2 separate regions of the Mus musculus genome follow, and region 1 is linked to region 2. The links are chromatin contacts, called in public HiChIP or PLAC-seq maps. All regions are on one chromosome and are shown on one strand. The core of a region is the stretch at or near the end of the contact, and the rest is flanking DNA. Distances in the headings are between cores, read along the strand shown. Region 1 overlaps Morc1 (microrchidia 1). Region 2 overlaps Cd96 (CD96 antigen).

Region 1 (3,300 bases), core at 170-2,669, 2.4 Mb before region 2:
GAGACTCGTTTTTTATTTCTAGTCTCTGTACCTGTATAATCTGACACATGGAATGTGCTAACCTCTACAAATCAATGGCTACCCAGAAAAAACAAACCAACAGACAAAAAAACAGTACAAATAAGAAAAGACCATTGGAACTTCATAAGTATTTGGGCAAGACTGATTCTATATTATGAAAATTCAAGCTTAAATTTTATATTAAATATGTGTATAAAATAAGGGGCTGGGGAAATGGCTCAACAGGTAAGAGCAATTGCTGCTCTTCCAGAGGTCGGAGGTTCAATTTCTCGCACCACAGATCAGAACTGTCTTTAACCCCAGTTCCAGGGATCCAGTGCCCAATCCTGCTGTCAGTGAATGCTGCATACAAGTGGTATATAGACATGCATGCAGACGAAAGATCCACAGATATAAACTAATAAAATAAAATAACTTTTAAAAGAAAATAAAAATATATGTAGTAAAATATAAGTGGATCAGGTATTTTATACATCTGCTCATCCTATATGCATACCATGCATAACTGTAGGCCATGAATTGCTTAATGATAGGGATGGTATGTTACAGTCTGAGAACTAGGTCAGCAGCCACAGTGTACTTACAACACTAAGACACTTACGTCACTATTAAGTGGTAAAAATCCTATGGAATCACTTTCTTGTAATCTCATTCTGAAGAACATTACTATATAACAAGACCATATGGAGCTTAATCGTTCTAACATACTACTATATAAACTCAAAAACACCTCCAGTTGGGTTCTCTTCTTGGAAAGAATCACAACCAAAGCGTGAAAGTGAACAGCCAATTCCTACTGAGCCTTATCCAAACTTTGCTTGTTCCCTGAAGTGTTCAGTCTTTCCTGAGAGCAACGTGACACTCTTACCATCAGTCAATGCCTTCCTCTTGACAACCTGAGGAGTTATATCAATTTTATATGTTAAAAAAAAAATCAAGGAAATAAAGGAAACATGTTACCTGGGTTTGTAGAGGGAATAACACAGATGCTTTGTTTGAACTCTTTTGGCCTGAATAAATATTTTCATCCGGGGTTCAAAATACAGAACAGCTGTGTAGGCTCTGAATGACCGTCTCTCTGGAATTCTAAAATAGAGAATTCGAAAGGTCACAGTGTGCAGGGTACCATTCTCTTTGGGAAGATTAAAAAAAAAAAAAGAAATGTTCTACTAGTGCACTCTGTCTTAGTTTTAAACACCATGATCAAGGCAACGAATGTAAGGAACCGGTTACACAGGGTGAGAGTTCATCACGCCAGGGCAGCAGGGCAGCAAGCAGCAGACATGTTGGCTAGGGCAGCAGGTAAGAGCTTCCGTAACAAACCACAAGCAGAAAGCAGAGGGAGTGCTAAGTGGGAATGGCCTGGGCTTTTGAAACTTCAAAGACCACACCCACACCGCTAGTGATACTCCTCCTCCAATAAGGACACACCTCCTTCTCCTTTCCAAACAGCTCTACCAACTGGGCACTACATAGGCAGACATATGGGCCCTGGGCTCAGTCTCTTTCAGATTCCTGTATGCTCTTAGAAACCTTTTCCCAGAACTAACGATGCTGCAAACACAAGCAAATCTTACCACACTCATGGCATTAAGCCTCTGAACAGAAGGCAAACACAGATAACATTTGCTTTGGTCAGAACTAAAATCTGTTGGCAGCTAACCAACTAAGAAGATACATCAGTCACAGGAAAAATACTTTACATTAGCTGGTCCAGTAATTGACGCAGAACAAAAACTAAACAAACAATGTAATCTTCCTGTTCAAACATAACTAAGAGATTGTAGGTCCACGTGAACAAAAGGAATTTCTACTAATCAGTTGTGAAGAGAGAAATAAAATTGGGGGGAAAAGTCTCATTTGCTTTCAGAACATTGAAGGGGACATATAACACTTAACTCCGTACGTAATCAGGTATTAGAGTAAGTTCTTATGGTCAGCTGAGAGAACACTCTAACAGGATGGATGAGTGAAGACAAAGAAGAAAGAAAACAGATCGGAAGAGAAGACAACCAGGAATAAAAAACAGTAAACTGCATGCTCCTGGGAGGTTGCTGGAACACTGTGCCTCTTAGCAGACCTTAAATGTTAGAACCCACTTGTGAGCTGTAAATATTCTCCAAATAGACAAGAAATGCTGGGCAAAAGCAAACCAAGCCAGGCTTAAGAGGTGGCGTTCTGTGCTTCTAAGCTGCAGAAAAGGCTCCGAGATTAAAGAGAAAGCAGGAAGCCATCTCTCTCTGGTTCAGAAGGAGACAGAGATGATGAGGTAAAGCTCTGAGGTCCATCTGAGGGATCTGTTCAGCAGGCACTCAGTCCAAGGGCAGAACTCCAAGGGACTCTGGAAACTGAAGGTGAAGCCCTAAGTAATCCAAGGGTTTTCTGGTAAGATATAATTTCCTTTGGATACCATCTGAAGCTTGATCAAAGATCAAAGGAATTCCTTTCAATTGTTCCAATTTTCTGACATAAATCATGTCAAAGTGCCTAGGATGTGGCTGTTATGCTATAAATATCAATGCACTTTCTAATTTATTTTTAAATTGGCATATGAAGTAATGGGTTTCCTTATTACAGCATGTGCATGCATATGTGTCATTGCTAATACACTTTGAATGCAACAAGAGACACTATCTGCATTACAGTATTGCACTGTGATGCTGCAGTTTCATTTAGTACCCCAGGGGTTAAACAATTAAGTATCCCTTCACTTAGTCGAGAAAAGAAAAACAATAGTTCTTGGGATGCTTATAAACATCCGAAGGAATCCTGCCAGTGTTGAAATATTTTCCCATCCTGTGATTGTAAATCGCCCTGGAGCTGCTAACTCCTATCTGTACACTTCTCAGAATGGACACATTGTTGATACTTCAAGGTTAAAGTCAAGAGTAACTCAGAGAGATTGGGGATTTCAATCAGTGGTCGAGTGCTTGCCAAGCACGCACAAAGCCCTTGGTTCAATTCCCAGTATAGCAAAACAACAGCATAATTTATAGCAGAGTTTATGAAGTGGGGAGGTATGGTGAGAACTCAAAGTTCTGATATACACAGACACACACACCATATGCAAAATGAGAGTAGTATTTCTGTTTGTTTGGAGGCCCAGGATAACTTTTTTTGGAGAAAATCTGTGTAGTCCTGGCACTTGCTATCTCACAGAGATCTTCCTGCCTCTGGCTCCGGAGTACTGGGATTAAAGGCTGTGTACCACCACGCCAATCCTCAGGACAACTATGGCCCTGCAATCCTTTTGCCTCGGCCTCCTTATTACTGGGATTA
Region 2 (3,403 bases), core at 740-3,239:
GGAAATCTACTCCCACAAACACCATTTTGTTTATATGCTTGTTTTGGGTGTGACCTTTTCTGTTTGGTTGCAGTTTTGGTAGTGTTGGCAGTGAGCTATGTTCTAGACCCTTCAAGGTCTCATTCTTGTGGGAAGAGATTTCATAGGCCAAGTGTCTCCATCTGGGCAGCACTTTCAACACTGTGACTCTGGGAAGAAGATTTAGAGGTACAGGAACAAAACCATATTAACCATAGCAATAACCCTCCAAACTTCCCATTTAGATGGGGACAACATAAATGTTCATAAAAACCACAGAGTGTTTGTGGGTACAACTAGGGAAGAGTGAACTTAGTGACCAGCTATTAAGTGTGTGGACTATATTGCTAGTTAGATTTATATAGCATATCAAAACATTTTAAAGGTTTATCAAGATGTAAACCCATAAAGTTTTTGAAGTACTTATTAACATTTTTAAAGGTAGATATTTTGTTCTCTGAAAAACAGAAAGAAAAAAAAAGTAGAAATAAAGGCTGTCTGTGTGTGGTCCCCTGCCAGTCTGCCTGCAGAGCAGGTCAACTGAGATTGTTTATACTCAATAGCAGTTGAAATATGCTGTATGTTGCAGGCCACCACAGGTGGGTCTGTATAACATAAGGCCCTATCAACCAGCATCCAGCCCTGATTTCTGTATAAAGTCTTTCTGGAATTTGTCCTAAATTTCTCATTATAGATATGCCCAAAGTTTTATATATTTTTAAATTATCTAGTGGTTCAGATTTGTTCTGTATGTATAGTCCTGAAGCATGATTTTCCTTACTTCTGAGCATCTATGCTTTAAAACCCTTTGATATGAGGACCTTCTTATTCTCCGTAGCTGCGGGAAAGTTAATTTCCTGAAGACTGGAGTAAGGGGTATAAGATAGGCTTGAATAAACTTTGCAGTGCTTCGAACATAGAGTGCACTAAATAGATTAAAGCATACCAAGTGGTTATCCAGTACCAAGTGGTCATCCTGAAAACATACATATGAGTAACATTCTATAAAATGAGCAGAGTATATGAATGCATTTTGGAATGTATATAATATAATATATGTGTAATATGAACATATATTTGTGTAACAATAATAAAAATAGAGGCCACGAATTGGAAATAGCAAGGAAGGGTATATGGGAGGCTTTGGAGGGAGGAAAGGGAAGAGAAAAGTGATGTAATTATATTACAATCCAAACCAAAAGAGAAATAGCAGTTTAAAAGTAAAAAGCTGTAGTAATAAGAACGGAACCTTTCAGCTGTAGTCACAGTGTGCTTATAGCACTGCCCCCTCTCCTAGCTTTAGATACTGGGTGGTTTCTCTGAACTAGATTTGCTTCCCCTTTTGCTCTGTGATGCAAATGCAGGTTTGGGCCCCTGGAGGGCCCAATCTACAATCCCTCAGGATTTCCTTCTGTCACATGCCTCAGGGCACGTTGTAGCTGAATTCCACCTTTAAAAAACAAAGCTATCCTCTCCCTCTGCAACTGCCAAATGCCAAGGGAAAGCAAATAAAACAGAAACCTGTTAGATACATTGCTATATATAGTGGTATGGTATTTTTATGAATCGAACTATCAGAGCAAGTCCTACCTTGATTTACAATCCAAGCAAAAGCATTTTCTTACCAGTCTCCACCTTGTGTATACCCTGTGCCTCTAACAATGTGACAGATGGAAATGTCCCAAATAGAAAACCCACATGGTGAAACAAGCAAGAACTCTTTAAAATAACCTACTAAATTTATTCTTTAAGGATTCCATACATGTATGCAATGCATGGTAGTTACCCCCGACGCACTTGACCCTTCTTATTTCCCTCCCACCCGGTCAACCCTCTCCTTACACAAGATCCGTTCCCACATTCATGTCTTTTTGCTTGAGTTTCTGACCCACTGAGTTTAACAAGCACTATCGGTGGGACTTTTTGTCTGGCTCATGAATGGTTACACAAATAAAGACAACTACTACCCGTCCATCAAAATCTATCAGTAATCAATAGTTCAGGGGGGAGGGATTGGGTCTGTTGACTCTCTTTCTGACTCATGATTGACAGTTCAAAGGCCAAGAACATATTCCATTTTTGAGATTATAATGTAATTACGTAACTTGCCTCTTCTTTTTCCTCCCTCCAACCCCCAACCCCATATATTCCTCCTTGTTCATTTTCAAATTTGTGGCCTCTTTTTTCATTCATTGTTTTTTGTTTGTGAGCCTAGCTGTTTTATTGCTGAGCTGTCTCTCCAGCCCTCTTTTTACGTTACTTGATGTTACATGTGTACATGTTTGTTTTCCGGGCTAGCCGTTTGGTATTGGATACCCCATCAGTATGCTCTTCCTCGGAGAAGGTTATTTTTCTCATTCTTAGAGTTCCTTAGTTTCCCATAGTTCTTTATGTAGGTTTGAGGCATTGTCCTCTTCCCCGCCTACCCTGCCCTGCCTATTCTTGTTGTCCTCGTTCAACTCATGTGTAGGCAATCATTTGTCCCTATACTCACAGATAAGCATAGTTCTCACACCTCATGAAAGAAACTTCTCCTTGCAACAGACAGAGACAAATGTAGAAAGCCACAGCCAATCAAAATGCAGAGTTGTAGAATGCAATTCCAATGTACACATCTACTAAGGACTCCAGACCTAAGCCTCAGGGAACGTTGTAGAATAAGGGACAGAAAGTCAGCTGTGAGGCTGTGTCTCTTAGTAATGTTAGAAGCTATTCCCATTAAAGTCTCTCCAAGAACATTTTGAACTACAAAATCATTATAAAAACCAGCTGTAAGAAGTACCTTGTGCTGACGGCCCTGCAGGGGGAGCCAACTTCCTTTACTATTACCTTCAGATCTGTGGTGTTGAGGGAAAAGACTTCTACTTCATTCTGTGGGTACTCAGGGCTCTCCTGTCTTGGGAATATATTCTCCCTTTGCTCTTCTTCAAAAGGAAGATGATGCCTACTCTCCAAAGACTGCTTTATGAAGCTGTAGAAGTGCATAGCTTGCTTCAGGGGGGAAAGGTTTATGCAGGCTGAAGTTCTTTGCAAGGAACCCTAGAGTTTCATTGGTATATGACAGATAATAAACTCAGCCAGATTCAGCCAAAGAGTTAGGGTTTGTATAAGAACTGCTATTTAGTCGACTGGAAATTTCTATATAATTACTCTAATAAATCTGCCTGTGCCAGATTCACTCACCAGCCTTGATTCTCCTTCTACCCCGAATCTAGCATTTTTAAACTAGAAGTTCTCAGTCACAGAGAGTTGCTTTCATTATTTTATATCTTCTCGAATGCATTTCTCTTCACCTTTCTCCCATTAGTTTCTCCCATTGCCCCTGTGCATAATGACGGATCTGGAAAGTTTAGAGTTAGACCAATGAAAGTCACGTTAATGTTTA

What was found. HiChIP or PLAC-seq counts read pairs in DNA pulled down with a chosen protein or histone mark.
Region 1: a contact with region 2 is called in an H3K27ac HiChIP or PLAC-seq map of embryonic stem cells, with 4 times the contacts expected there. The contact joins two enhancer-like sites. A contact is called at or near these places in 4 of 39 promoter capture datasets (frontonasal cranial neural crest, hippocampal neurons, liver and 1 more) and 1 of 115 datasets of contacts at active chromatin or transcription factors (embryonic stem cells).

What each region holds. Positions count from the first base shown.
Region 1 is chr16:48,477,635-48,480,934 of GRCm38.p6, reverse strand. It overlaps Morc1 (microrchidia 1), which reads right to left. Exons shown (of 27, transcript NM_010816.1): 9 at 982-1,107. Among named protein-coding and RNA genes, the nearest start is that of Morc1, 48 kb to the right of the region's middle. Within about 2 kb of position 1,419, at least 12 of the 459 cell types and tissues checked have an H3K27ac peak or open chromatin away from gene starts, as enhancers often do. A contact at or near this core is called in embryonic stem cells, where this site is marked.
Region 2 is chr16:46,099,912-46,103,314 of GRCm38.p6, reverse strand. All of the region lies in intron 3 of Cd96 (CD96 antigen), which reads left to right. Among named protein-coding and RNA genes, the nearest start is that of Cd96, 19 kb to the left of the region's middle. Within about 2 kb of position 1,989, at least 11 of the 459 cell types and tissues checked have an H3K27ac peak or open chromatin away from gene starts, as enhancers often do. A contact at or near this core is called in embryonic stem cells, where this site is marked.